Linked DNA regions of Hordeum vulgare: region 1 is linked to region 2. A link is a contact called in public Hi-C data. All regions are on one chromosome and are shown on one strand. The core of a region is the stretch at or near the end of the contact, and the rest is flanking DNA. Distances in the headings are between cores, read along the strand shown.

Evidence for each region. A called contact is a pair of places that touch in the nucleus more often than the background predicts.
Region 1: a contact with region 2 is called in a Hi-C map of leaf, with 6 times the contacts expected there. The contact joins the promoter of LOC123452739 here to the promoter of LOC123452738 in region 2. A contact is called at or near these places in 2 of 6 Hi-C or Micro-C datasets (leaf and seedling).

The regions. Positions count from the first base shown.
Region 1 is chr5H:548,999,870-549,006,757 of MorexV3_pseudomolecules_assembly, reverse strand. It overlaps LOC123452739 (PRA1 family protein E-like), which reads left to right and starts at 3,632. Exons shown (of 1, transcript XM_045129450.1): 1 at 3,632-4,795. The coding sequence starts at 3,791. The coding sequence ends at 4,495. It also overlaps the pseudogene LOC123397242.
Region 2 is chr5H:548,863,375-548,870,321 of MorexV3_pseudomolecules_assembly, reverse strand. LOC123452738 (trihelix transcription factor ASR3-like) reads left to right here and starts at 5,149. Exons shown (of 1, transcript XM_045129449.1): 1 at 5,149-6,586. The coding sequence starts at 5,149. The coding sequence ends at 6,258.

The DNA.
Region 1 (6,888 bases), core at 2,383-4,882, 140 kb before region 2:
GAGCACCTCGGCCAGGGGATGCACGGCGCCGACGGGGTGCCGCTGGGCTTGCACGGCGGCGGCGCGATTCGGGCTCGGGCGGGCCTGCGATGGGCTTCGCGGGCCCGGCGGCGCTGGCAGAGGAGAGAGAGTGGGGCGGCGTGGCTAGGGTTAGGTCTAGGTGGGGCGCGGATTCCGAGGAGAGATGAGAGGGGGCTGTCTAAATAATGGCTTGGGAGGGGTATTTATAGAGAAAAAGGGGGCTCGGTTAACCGGAATCGCGCTCCGGATCCAACCGCGGGGTCGGATTCGGACGATTCCGAACGCGGGTAAGGGTACGCGGCCGTGTAGAGGAAATAACCGGAGACGAGAGGGAGAACGGGCGGCGCGGCACGAATTTTAAAACACCGACAGACGTCCGACGGTTGACCGAATCCGGTGCCGCTACGGGCGATCGTTCGGGTACCAGACGGTCTCCGATCGCGACGAAATTCGACAGGCGGCCTCGCTATAACTAAACACGACCGCACGTCAAATCTCAACCCGATCAGAGAAAGTTTTAAACGCACTTTAAAAACAGGGTTTCGACGGTGCCGCGGGCGCGTGCGTGTGCGGTCGAACTCAGAACGGGCAACCACGAGAACCGGCAACAACTAACGGATGCAAGTTTTGAAAATGGGCGGCAACGGAGACGCCGATGCAATGCAGATGATGCGCATGATGCGATGATGATGCGACGACTGAAAATACCCACACGACGAAAACGGAAAGAAAAGGGGAAGCTTCTAGAACGTCGGCATCGGGCTGTCACACCTCCCTCCTATATATAGTGGTGATTTAGGGCTGATTTGAGACAACTTTTACAACGTGCAACTCAGATCTAGACACCATAGTTCTTCCTCTAGATCGTATTTCTGCGGAGTTCGGGCGGAGCCCTGCAGGAGTAGATCGTCACCACCACCGGAGCGCCGTCACGTTGGCGGAAAACTCATCTACTTCTCCGTCTTGCTTGCTGGATCAAGAAGGCCGAGATCATCGTCGAGCTGTGCGTGTGCTGAACGCGGAGGTGCCGTCCGTTCGGCACTAGATCGGAACGGATCGTGGGACGGTTCGTGGGACGGTTCGCGGAGCGGATCGAGGGACGTGAGGACGTTCCACTACATCAACCATGTTTCTTAATGCTTCTTGCTGTGTGATCTACAAGGATACGTAGATCCAAATCTCCTCTCGTAGATGGACATCACCATGATAGGTCTTCGTGTGCGTAGAATTTTTTTATTTCCCATGCAACGTTCCCCAACAGTGAGCTGCTAGGCCAAGTGATGCGGGCCATGCTATGGCGGTGATCGAGAGGGGAAGGGCGATATTGTGCCCAACAGATGCTCATGCTTCAACTGGAGACGCCAAAAACTACTATGGGTGTGCGTACATGATGGCACAAGCCGTGTGGCCGTGATTGCTGGGACCGGCGGCTACGAATGCTAGGATCTTCGACCACGGTTGCCGGAACTGACAACCATGGTTGTTGGGACAAACAACAACTAAACTGTGTGCTGGAACCCCCTGTCGGTGCTACGAGGTGATGGGGTTGTTGGAATCATGAGGTCGACGAGCTATGACCGAGACCGCGACCAATTGCGATGGTCATTGAGGGTTGCGCGATGCAACGATGACCATGGCTCGCTAGAACCATGCCCGTGACGAGTTTGTGATGTCACCACAATGAGATGCAACGATGGCCACACTGAGCTGGAACTGTCATCACGGGTTGTTGTGATGGCTCGACGGGGAGCTGCAACCAGTGCGTTGAAAAGCTACATCGGACATCGTCAAATGCTTGTATGGGCATGACGACGAACCGCAACCTGCACCACGGGATGCTCACGATGGTATGGGTAAGCTGCAACCAACACCATAGATAGCTATGATCGACGATTGGCTTTGCTACAACCGGCCACAGTGTGCGCGCGGGCGTGAAAATGTTGGTAGAGACGTAGACCGATGCTGGAACCGACACCCACAACTGCTATGATCGGGTTGAGAAATTGCAGTCAGTTGTCCCAACAGACGCAAAAATGTCGGTACTGAGATAGATCGATGCTGGAACAGACGCCCACAACTGCTGCGACCGTTTGCTTGGTTTTGCATTGTTTAAAGAACAATGATTCAACAAGACATGCAAATTCAAGGCATGTGAGAAATGGACTCCACCACCAATTTGTTTACTTAGTTTCATTTCAAAGTGGATGCATAAATCTTCACATCTTCATGGAGCTCAATAGCGGGTGTGGTGGTGCCAGTGGCGAAGCGAGCTATATGGCGAGGCTTGGCAGGCGCCATACCTAAATGTTGTCGCTCGCTGCAAATATACGTACGTGTCCTTTTTTTTAGACAAACGTACATGCAAATTTAAGTCTGAAGCTGAATTGTGCCTCCCGTTGGGCCTGATTGGCTGTTTGCTATTGGGCGTGGTTAGTAATCCACGTACGATACTAGTCCATGACAATAAAATTAGCGGTACACCCGAACCTTGCGACTGTTCGTAAGATCTTGATCGTACATAGTGGTGACGGCAGCGAAAGGCAGTAAGGAACGACAGGGTGGTAGCACCCAGCAGCGGCGGCCTTCGACTAGCCGAGTCGAAGGCGGCTACCAGCGATGACGACTCGGCAAACGCGGGGGTATGAGCAGATCAAGGATGACGTATAGTGGGATATTTCGTTGCCAGTACTTACTTATGGATTTTGATTGTATTTAATGAATATGAAGTAATATAGCTCTTGCATCATTATAGTATACGTCGTTTTGTTCTTCAAAAAATTCACCACACCTAAAAATTATTGCTGCCTCCGCCACTCGGTGGTGCATGACCATATTTGCAGATGTCATGTAGGTTGCCGCTAATGCTTTTATGGCAACATTACACCTGAATTTATAGAACCACTGCCTATTTATTATGGAGATTTTCACAATGCCACCCTTCAGTTTGATTATCTCTTGTTGATTAATAAGGTGGATGCTCGAGATCACTCTTTTCACAAGTCTTGTTGTTACTGGTATCAACTCTTCGTTTTCATTCATTCATGTAAGCTGGTGTGCTAGCGAGACGACTCATTTGTCGACAAGGGCGAGCGGCTCTTAAAAATGACATTGTAAACTTGGTTCTCACTGATTTGCCTCTTTGAGTAATACTCCCTTACTTCCAAAATAAGTGACTTAAAAGTGACTCAACTTTGCACTAAAGTTAGTGCAAAGTTGAGTCACTTTTAAGTCACTTATTTTGAGACGGAGGAAGTATAAATCTCACTTTACCCCGCACACACACAAAGAAAAAGAAGGTTGTGAGCACACTGTACACGTTCCACGTTGACACGCCGCAAACTAACGCCCGCTTAAGTGCGATTTGGACACTCTGGTTTGTTGCATATGAACCGTGACATGGACGCGCGTTTGTGTGCGTGCGTGTGTGTCCGAAGAGGAGCCATTCTGAGCCGCTCGATCGGATCTGCCGACGTCCCAACTACTCCTAGTCGCTTCAATACCACCATTAAATTAGCCCGCGAATTGGCCAATTGGGCTCATAAAAATCCCCGAAAGCAAACCTTTTCTCTTCCCCCCCCCCCCCCCCCCCCCTTCCTCCTCCGGTCCTCCCCCCATCCATCCATCCAGCCAGCGAGATCCACTCGACAAAACCCGATCGATCGCTCGACCGAAGCAGTTCAATCAATCACGGCACGATCCCCCGATCCAGCCCCCCTCCCCCTCCCCCTCCCCTCCACCACCTAGGGTTCGTCCCTCGCTCCCCCCCGCCATGTCCTCCTCAACGGCCTCCTGGTCGCGCTACGGCGCCGTCCCGGCCCCGGCCCCGCCCCCGCCGCCGCCGCGGCCCGACGCGAACGGCGACGGCGAGGCGCCCTCCTCCTCGTCCGCATCCTCCCCGCCGGCAGCGACGGCGGCGGAGGCGGGGGTGGCCTTCTTCTCGCGCGCGGGGGCGAGCGCCGCGGCGGCCGCGGCCGTGGGCCGGCCGCGGGCGTGGAGGGAGGTGCTGGACCACACGGCCTTCTCCCGCCCGGAGACCTGCGGCGAGGCGCGCGCCCGGGCGCGCCGCAACCTCGCATACTTCCGCGCCAACTACGCGCTCGCGGCGCTCCTGCTCGTCTTCCTCGGCCTCGTCTACCGCCCGCGCTCCATGCTCGCCTTCCTCGGCCTCTTCGTCGCCTGGCTCGCGTTCTACTTCGGCCGCGGCGGGGACGCGGGCCCGCTCGCCTGCCTCGGCCGCGACGTCGACGACCGCGTCGTGCTGGCCGCCCTCTCCGCCGCCACCGTGCTCGCCGTCGCGCTCACCCGCGCGGGCCTCAACCTGCTCGTCTCCCTCGTCATCGCCTCCGCCCTCATCGGCGTGCACGCCGCGTTCCGCATGAACGTCTACCTCGACGAGAGGGACGCCTTCGACGCCGACGCCGCCGTCTCGTCCTTCACGGGGAGCACCTACGGCTACAGCACGCTCCCGAGATGAGTGAGCCATTCGGTCAAAGGGCGTTTCTTCTCATCCTCTCTTCTTCCAGGATGTAATGCTACGGAAATTCAGTCTTTTGTAGTCTGTATGCGGTGTATAGGATCTTGTTTGCTTTCCCTTTTGTGGGGAGTTTTGGTTTCTTTGTAGTCCGCTTGGTGTTCAGGTGAAATTCTTAAGCCGATTGTGATGATCTGAAGCTGTTTTCAAAGGGGATTTTTTTGTAAGATGTTGCTCCAAGGTGTAAATCATCCCTCCTACTGACTAGTTGTTGTGGTACTAAAGATTGTGAAATTCAGTGTATCTTACTATGTTCTTATGCACATATCGTTGAGTCAATTAACAGAGTGACAGGGCCAACACAGAAGATTTGTTTCTTGGAAAAGCTGATACATGAAAGATATCAACTGATAGCTGAGCTCCAGAGTTGGGTTCATATCAACTGATAGGTGAGCTCCAGAGCTGATACATGCTTCTCTGTTTTCTTTTCCTCACAACTTTGGAGAACAACAATTGTTTTCGATGATGGTAATCCTCACTTTAAACTCCAATGTATGAATATACTAACAGAGTAACAGGTCAGCACAGGAGATTCTTAGGAAATCTGACACATGAAAGAGATCAAGTGACAGAGTGAGCCCAAGAGTTGGTTTCATGTGACCAGTACAAAAGGTAGATTGTTGCTTTATTTTTTCTTCGCAACTTTGGAAAATGACAATTGATCTTGATGGTGGTATAATTCTCACTTGTAAAGAACAGAAAACTGCATTCATCTATGTAATCATATAACCCTCTTGGCATTGCATTACGGTTGCTGTTTACTAAAAGATTATGCCCCCAATTCCAAGAGTATGTTCCCTGTGTTCACTAAAGATTATGCCCCCAATGCTAAGAGCATGTTCCCTCCACCAACATCCTGATGTTTTTAATCCTCCTTACAACAGATGCACAAATGTGACCAGCCTGTAATAACTTCAGAGTCAACTGTTCCCAGAATATATATAGGGCCCAATGATAAATTAAGTCCCACTTGGACCATGTCTTCAGCTAACTTAAGCCACTGTAGGCTTGGCATCGATGGCTTGCTTGAGCTTCCTCCCTAGCGCGGAGGCAAGGGGAGGTGGCACGGCATTCCCAATCTGCCTGTGCTTGCTCTGGATGTTGCCAGCAAAACGGTGGCCATCAAGTAGGCCCTGCATTCATGTCATGTCGTGGGATCAGATCATAGATCTTCAGAAAGATAGCAGCAGATCTGATTCATGGCATCGTGCATTGGATTCTGATGATCTGCCTGTGCCTGCCCTGGAGGTTAAGCCAGACGGCAAACGAGGCAATTGTGCTTGCACGTGCACACAACTATGAGCTGATTCCGATAAAATAGCTCAATCTACTCTAGTAGCATTAATGAGAACAGAATCTACTGTCAACTATGCTTCATTTTAGCCAAGTGTAATTGCCAAAGCACCAGTGGATGTATTGCTGTGTACTACCCACTCTATGCAGTAGAATGCTTGGTAGTATGTTCACAGATGGGGATATTGACAAGGGGTACTTGGTTACCTGGGATCGCGCACATTCACGAACAGTGATGATCCTGTCCTGATCAGGGTGGAAGCACATGCCGACCTTGCACATCGGCTGGGGATCCGTCACTGATGTGGGGAAGTTGCCCTCCCAGTCCAGCCTCCCATACAGTCCTTTCCACTGATTGTTCCTCTTGGCTGTGTTGGGCAAGCACCAGGGGATCAGCTCCAACGTTTGCCCCGTCGATAGCTTCACCTATGGCATTCACATGATGAAAATTAGCTGCTAGTACATCACATGGTTGGTTACCAAGAATGTAGAGAGCAGCATAAAAAGTGAATAATATGATGAAACTGAATGCTACCTTCTCATCTGGCAGGTCATGCCAGTCACAGCCAGGGCGCTTGGGGATGTGCTTGCACCTTATGAGATTCAGCTGGTTCATCTCTTTGGATTTGTGGTCACTCAGAGAAAGCACATCGCCTCGAATCTTCTTCTGGAACCAGGAGATGGGCTCGTTTCCATACTGCAGCACACAAGGAGAAAGAAAATTCAGCTTCTACAGATCAAGAACATTGACTGATACTGACACAAGAAACTTGAGTGGAGTAGGGATTCTGTGATACAGTACCTGCATTGTTGGTTTGCTGGTGCCATTCTCCACTGGTGGTAGATCGCCGATTGTATCCCTGACTGTCATAGGGCGGAAAGGAGCCCCTCCAGCGGTACTCCTAGCAGTGGCATAATATTTGCCTCGTGGAAGATTGATCTTCAGCTCAGGGCTCGCGAAGAAGTGCATCGGATCAGGCCAGTCAGGAAGAGTCTCCCCAGGCGCGGCGGCCCAGATGAACGCCCTTTTCCTGGACTGTGCG
Region 2 (6,947 bases), core at 3,900-6,399:
CAACAACGTCTACAAGGAGAAGGTTGCGTAGTAGACATCATGGTTCTCTTTTGGGATACGGGAATATTTGGGAATTTTTAGGCCAAATAGTAGGGTTAGCAGACCTGCAGGGGGGCCACAAGCCAGGGGCGCGGCCACCCTCCTAGGGCGCGCCCTTCAGGCTTGTGGCCTCTCGGCAGATGCCCTGCCCCTTCTCCAAGTCCGATGTGTTTCTTCTAGTCCAAGAAAAATCTTTCCAGAGATTTTATTACATTTGGACTCCGTTTAATATTCCTTATCTCCAATACTCAAAAACGTGGAAAAACAGAAACTAGCACTAGGCTCTAGATTAATAGATTAGTCCCAAAAATAATATAAAATAGCATATAAATGCATGTAAAACATCCAAAACAGATAATATAATAGCATGGATCAATAAAAAATTATAGATACGTTGGAGACGTATCACCCCTTTGTCAAGCATTGTCCTGGCTCTGTCCATTGTGGATTTGTGACCTAGCGGTGTCGCGATGCACCAGGCCGGTGGAGAGGCACTTGGCCAGTTCCTCCTGACCCTCCGAGCCACGGGCAAGCGATAACCCACAAGTATAGGGGGTCGTTTGTAGCCTTTTTTTGATAAGTAAGAGTGTAGAACACAACCAGGAGCAAAAGGTAGAATTAATATTCTCTCAAGTTGTATCGACCACCGATTCAACTCTACGCATACTAACGCTTACTTTACCTACAATAAGAAAAAAACTACTTTGCGGGAATAACACTAGAATTAGTTTGTAGGTGTAATAGGATAGGTTAGGAAGATAATAAAGAACAAGTAAATAAAAGTTACGGGATATTTTAATAAAAAGACAATTGGTTTTTTTAACGAGTGTGGAAAAGTGGTGATAGGATTTGTGAGGTTGTCCTAGGTAATTGATAACAAGATCGGTAATCATTAAAGCAATTTTATATGAGGGAGAGGCATGAGCTCACATACTTTCCGTACTTGGATCATATGAACTTATAATTGGACCTCTAGCAAGAATCTGCAACTACTACTTCCTCTGTAAACTAATATAAGAACGTTTAGATTACTAAAATATCGTTCTAAATGCCAGTGACCCAGCATCTGCTGAAACGGTACATAAGTGGAGGCGTATTCGCAAAATACGCCTTCAGCATTGCCGCGCGTTGGATTTTCTAATTTATGGTATCTCTCTATTTTAATTTATTATGTTGATTGTACATTGACCAAGGATAACTCTAAAATCATAAGTCCAAATGACTTGATTCTTTTTTTCATTATTTTCCTTATATTATTCTCCTTTTGTGGGAATATTTTAGATTTATTTGACTTGTATAGATGCTGCTGGACAGAATTTGTATATTATCTTTATTTGAATTTTCTTTTCGAATTATTTACAAAAGGAAAAAATCCATGAGGTGAAGACTAGGAGTACTTTGATACTCCACTTGAGCAAGGCAAGCCGCCACCTCCATTTGGTTGATGGCATTGCAAGACCACGGGTTCAACTTGCATTTCTGGAATTTCTTTCAGCTTATTTTTCTTTACTTTGCTTGTGATAGAATTGCTGTGATAAAGTGGTTGGGTTAGCATAGCTGGCCACTAGAGAAAACACTATGGTTAAGTACTATTGGAATAGAGGTTGTAACATGACTCTTAACCGGTAATTATTCGACAACATGGACCATAAGCATTATAAGTGGCAACATTCATAGAACCTCTCAGGTAAATACTTTACTTAAGCTTATGATATCACGTTAATGTTTCCTCCAAGAACTTGAGTATGTCCTGGAGATGCAAGGTGTTCCCTTGAGTCATACATATCAAAGATCTCATTTGAATTAAATGAGTTTGATGCGAATGTTCATGGCTTTAAGCGCGCATCAATTTCCTCTTGAACCGAGGAGCGAACCTCTCTCAACATTGTTGTTTTGAGGCCCACAAACATTGAAATAACATTCCACGATGGTTGAATGGGCAAGTGGGTTAATGGGGGCTATAGGAGCATCAACTTGAGGTAACACGACCTCTGTCGCGGTGGGAAGAAGGTTTAGACCATCTCCCACAAATGGTGCAACACCTCCCACATTCTCATGATAGGACATATCCTCTCAGGTTAGAAAACCTTATATTAGAACAAGGGGCTCTGATACCAATTGAAAGGATCGACACAATCGACTAGAGGGGGTGAATAAGAGACTACAAAATTTAATCTTGTTTGCCAATTTGAGGGATATGCGTAATAAGTCCCACTAAATATGCAACTAGGTGAACACAATCTATATGAAAAATAGACATAGAGCTAAATATGCTAGTCAACAATCTATTTAGCAAGCCCACAAGCATACAAAGTAAAGCAAAGCAAAGAGCGGGAAAGGATTAACCACAAGTGATACAAGGACGCATATTTTATCCCGAAGTTCACTATTCATTAGGGAAGAGCTAATCTTCCTTGGAACAGTGCCAGAGCCAAAGCTTGTGGGATGGCACGGGAGGCTCATTGTATTCTCCTTCGAGTCACCCCCAACGGATGAGCCTCGAACCACTCGGGGGTTGATCTTGAAGGCGACCACCACACATTTACAAATGTCTCCGGAGCACACCAAGCAAGGAAGATTCCATAGGAACCTCTGATCACCTAGGAGCCCAAGCTCCAAGAGTAACAAGTCAATGGTGGACAAATATTGTGGGGAACACGAATTTGGTTGGGTCAAAGTGTAGATTTGGTCTTGCTCTCCGGATCCGCAAAGTTTCAACAAGTTCGGGTGGAGGGTTTGAGAGTATTGAGGAAAATGAGGTGTAGCAATGGTGGATCTCAATAAGACATTAGACTTAGGGGTTAGAGTTGGAAGAAGGGGCTATATATAGTGTTATTGGTTGGTGGGGGTTTTCTACCCGTTGGGCCCCGTGCGCATGGGCTAAGTCAGCCTCATGCACAAGGGGTGTCTAGAGACTTTACCACCACCCCTTGTGCACAAGGGTTCGGGACCCCATGCGCATAGGGTGTCCAGAGAGTTCTGTGGCACCCCGTGCGCATGGGGGTCAAAAGATCCCATGCGCACGAGGTGTCCGGAAACTTTTTGACGGGGTCCAAGACACCCATGCACATGGGGTGTCCACAGAGTTTCTGTTCATGCTCACTGGACACATCGGCAAAGCACGCCACACAAAGAATATAAATGGCAGGTGTAGGAGGGTTGGTGTATATGTTTTGGAAGCAGTCCCAGACGACACTCATCCACGACTACGCCTCTTGATAATGCGATTTTTTCTATGACTCAAATCGAACCAAAATGAAAATGTTCGAGTCGCTGATAAAGCATGCCTTAACCTTTTTGAATTGGGGGTCAGATAACTCCAACATAACCTTTGTGGAACCAATTTCTTGAGATAAACCATACCAATTGATAGTAGTTTCACCAACCACATTGTCATCACACCAAAATACAATGAAGTGCCAAATGCGCTTTCAAGTAACATTTATAGTTGCATGTCTAATCGAAGACATGCAACTGCTCTCCCGGCAAACACTTCCGCCTCCAAGTTGAAGTCGCATTGAAGACATGCAGTTGCGGGGTGGGAGCGGCATGTATAGTGGACATGCAACTAACCTCCGACAAACACTTTCGTCCCTCCCACACAAATTTGTGGTTGTTTTGATGTAGTTGCAGTCGGAGACGACCCTTATGGTTGTGTGTCTAGTAGGAGACATACAATTATCCTCTCATTAAACACTTATGCACCCTAAGGTGTGGTCACATTAGAGAGATACAACTATGTGGCAAGGGTGATACTTGTATTTGAGTGTTGGGCAGTGGGCATGCAACTGACACCCAACAAACACTTTCGTCCCTACGATAGTGTTGCAATTATGTTGAAGACATGTAGTTGCAGTCATCGGTGACGCTTGCAGTTGCATGTCTAGTAGGAGACATGCAACTGTCCTCTCGACAAAACATTGTTCACCCTATCATAAAGTTTTAGTGGTGTTCAATACATGCAGTTGCAATATACCTCCGTCCCCAAGTTGCACTAGTGTTGAACGCATGCAGTTACAGAACAAGGGTGACACTTGTAACTGTATGTTTGATGGTAGACATGCAACTATCATCGATAAAAAAATCATGAATTGAAGATGAATAAGTAGAAAATAAAATAAAAAGCACGAATGGAAATCTGAAAAAGCTGACAAAAAATCAGGAAAGAAAGAAAATCAAAAAAATGGTCGAAAGCTTCTAGAAGCAATGCAAAATGGGTCACAAGAGTCATACATGGGTTGTCCCGCTCACATTACGCTAAATAGAGGCGGGCGAGATGCACATGGGCTAGTGATAGTTGGCACGAATCTTGTAGCAAATTTGATCATGTCGTGAGAGATAAATGTGACACAGATATTTTTAATTTAGATCTAGATATGCTTTAGCAAATCATCTACTATGAATAGGGAGTACTGGAGATGCTCTTACACAAACCTAGTCATGCGGTCGTGCTGCATGGGTTGGCATGTGGGCACGGAATTTCGTCCCATCACATGCTTGACCCGACATGCGATTAAAAGGGTCGGGCCGGCCTTCGACCCGCCATGGAACAAGGCCGATCTGAAAGCCATGCCTTAAGGTCGGCACAGCATAGCCCTTTTAATTATGGGTCAGTATGACCCGACAGAGCATGTGCTTTGTCTTGCTTGTAACTAGTCTCTTTTCTATATGTTTTTTTGTATTTCTTAGCCTTTTGAAACTTTTTTCTATATTTTTTAAATTTTTTAGGTCACCCTGTAGTTTTTATTATTTTTTGCATTTTTGAACCTTTCTAAAAAAAATATGAAGGCTGGCCGCGCAGCCGGGCCGGGTCGATCCCTGTGGCCAGGCCTTTGGGCCGGCATGCCGGGTCCGCCTTTTATAAAAGGGACGACACGGGCCCTGCCATTCCAGTCCTTTCACAGCCAGGCCGGCCCACATGGCCAGGTTTGCTCTTATACCGCCCGGTTCATTTGCCTCGAAAAAATAAAAAACACCCGCTTTATTCGCTGAAAGAAAAAAAAAAAACCACCCGCTTCGCACGCCGTCACATGGACTTCCGCCCACAATCCCTAAAAAAAACTTCCGCCCACCAAATCACGCGTTCCCCACTCCGTTCCCCTTCCCCTCATGTCCAACGCCGGCGACCCCGCCGGCGCGGCGGCCGCGGCGGCGCCCAACCCGTCGGTGCGCGCCGCCAGGCTGCCCCGTTGGACGCGGCAGGAGATACTGGTGCTCATCGAGGGCAAGCGCATGGTTGAAGTCCGCGGTGGCGTGCGCGGCGGGAGGGGGCGCCTGGCGGCGGCGGCGGCGGCCGGGGCGACAGGGGAGCCGGCGGCAACGGCTCTGGAGCCCAAGTGGGCCGCGGTGGCGGAGTACTGCCGGCGGCATGGCGTGGAGAGGGGGGCCGTGCAGTGCCGGAAGCGGTGGAGCAACCTGGCCGGGGACTGGAAGAAGATAAAGGAGTGGGAGCGGGCGGCAGCAGGCGCGCGGGAGCCCTCGTTCTGGGCCATGCGCAACGACGCGAGGCGGGAGCGCCGGCTCCCCGGGTTCTTCGACCGCGAGGTGTACGGCATACTCGAAGGTCGAGGGCGGGGGGTCGTTGTCGGCGGCAGCTCCGGTGGTGACGCTGTGGAGGAAGTAGGGGTTGGGCGCATGGAGGAGGATGATGATGGGGAGGAGACGGGGGAGGAGGAGGAGGGGAGAGGGAAGGGAAAGGAGGTGGCAGTGGCAGTGGCAGTGGCAGTGGCAGTGCGGGAGACCGTGTTTGACAGTGGCCGGCCTGCCGGGGAGGAGGCCCTCTTCTCGGAGGACGAAGAGGAGGAAGATGCTGAGACGCCAGAGGCGACGCCGGCACCACCACCGGCTGTCATCGCCTTGCCGATTTCCGAGAATTCGGAAGCATCAAGGCAACAACAGAGCGCGCAGCAAGGCACAACGACAGACAGGCCAAAAGGGCAGCAAGGTAGCAACAAGACAGCAGGCTCACCGACATTGCAGCAGCAGAGCGGGCAGAAGAGACAGCGAACCGGCGACGGCAGTGAGCCCAGAGCAGAAGGCATGGCAGACAAGCTGCTGGAGATCCTGGAGCGGAACAGCCAGGCCCTAGCGGCGCAGCTGGAGGTGCAGAACGTGAACTCGGAGCGCGACCGGGAGCAGAGGAGGGAGCAGGCCAACAGCCTCGCCGTGGTGCTCGGCAGGCTCGCCGATGCCCTTGGCAGGATCGCCGATAAGCTCTAGCTACCTGGAGCTGCATGCCTGGACAGAAGAAGTTGGGTGTACAGATTGGTATAGGAGGATGATTGCTCTCCTGGCATTTGATTCCTTTTTCTCTTTGCGATGAACTGATTCCGGAATTCAGTCCGGAAGCCAGGGTGGAGGATTTATCATGTACTGTATGTAGAGTGATAAGGTTATATATACTGTCATTCAGGTGATCTGATTCTGAACTAGAGACATCTTGATTGTGTATGCGTCGTGGGCTGAAATGAAAATATGTATCCTTTACTGAGTAAAAGAAATGTTTCTAAGTTATAAAATCAATTCCTTCGAGCGGGAATTTTGCAGACTCGCTTGTGTGGCACTATGACAGAAAGGTGCTATATATTCTCAGTGAAATCTGCTTACAGGCTCTATATTGATATATATATCTTGATGGTAATACTGGGTGCCCCTCCTCTAGCTCTAGTGTTGCTGAAAAGCCTCCGCCTTGGCCATGTATCTGGAGGTTTACTGTGCCAAGCAAGATGAAGCACTTTGCTTGGAGGTTGGCACATAACACACTGGCCGGTAAGACCAACCTCGGTCGAAAGGGGATGGATATCAACCAAGCATGCTTCCTGTGCAACAGGGATTTCGAAGACTGGGCATCTGTTTTTCAAGTTCAAATTACTTATGGGGGGAAGGGCAAAACATTCAGTAGAAGGAGC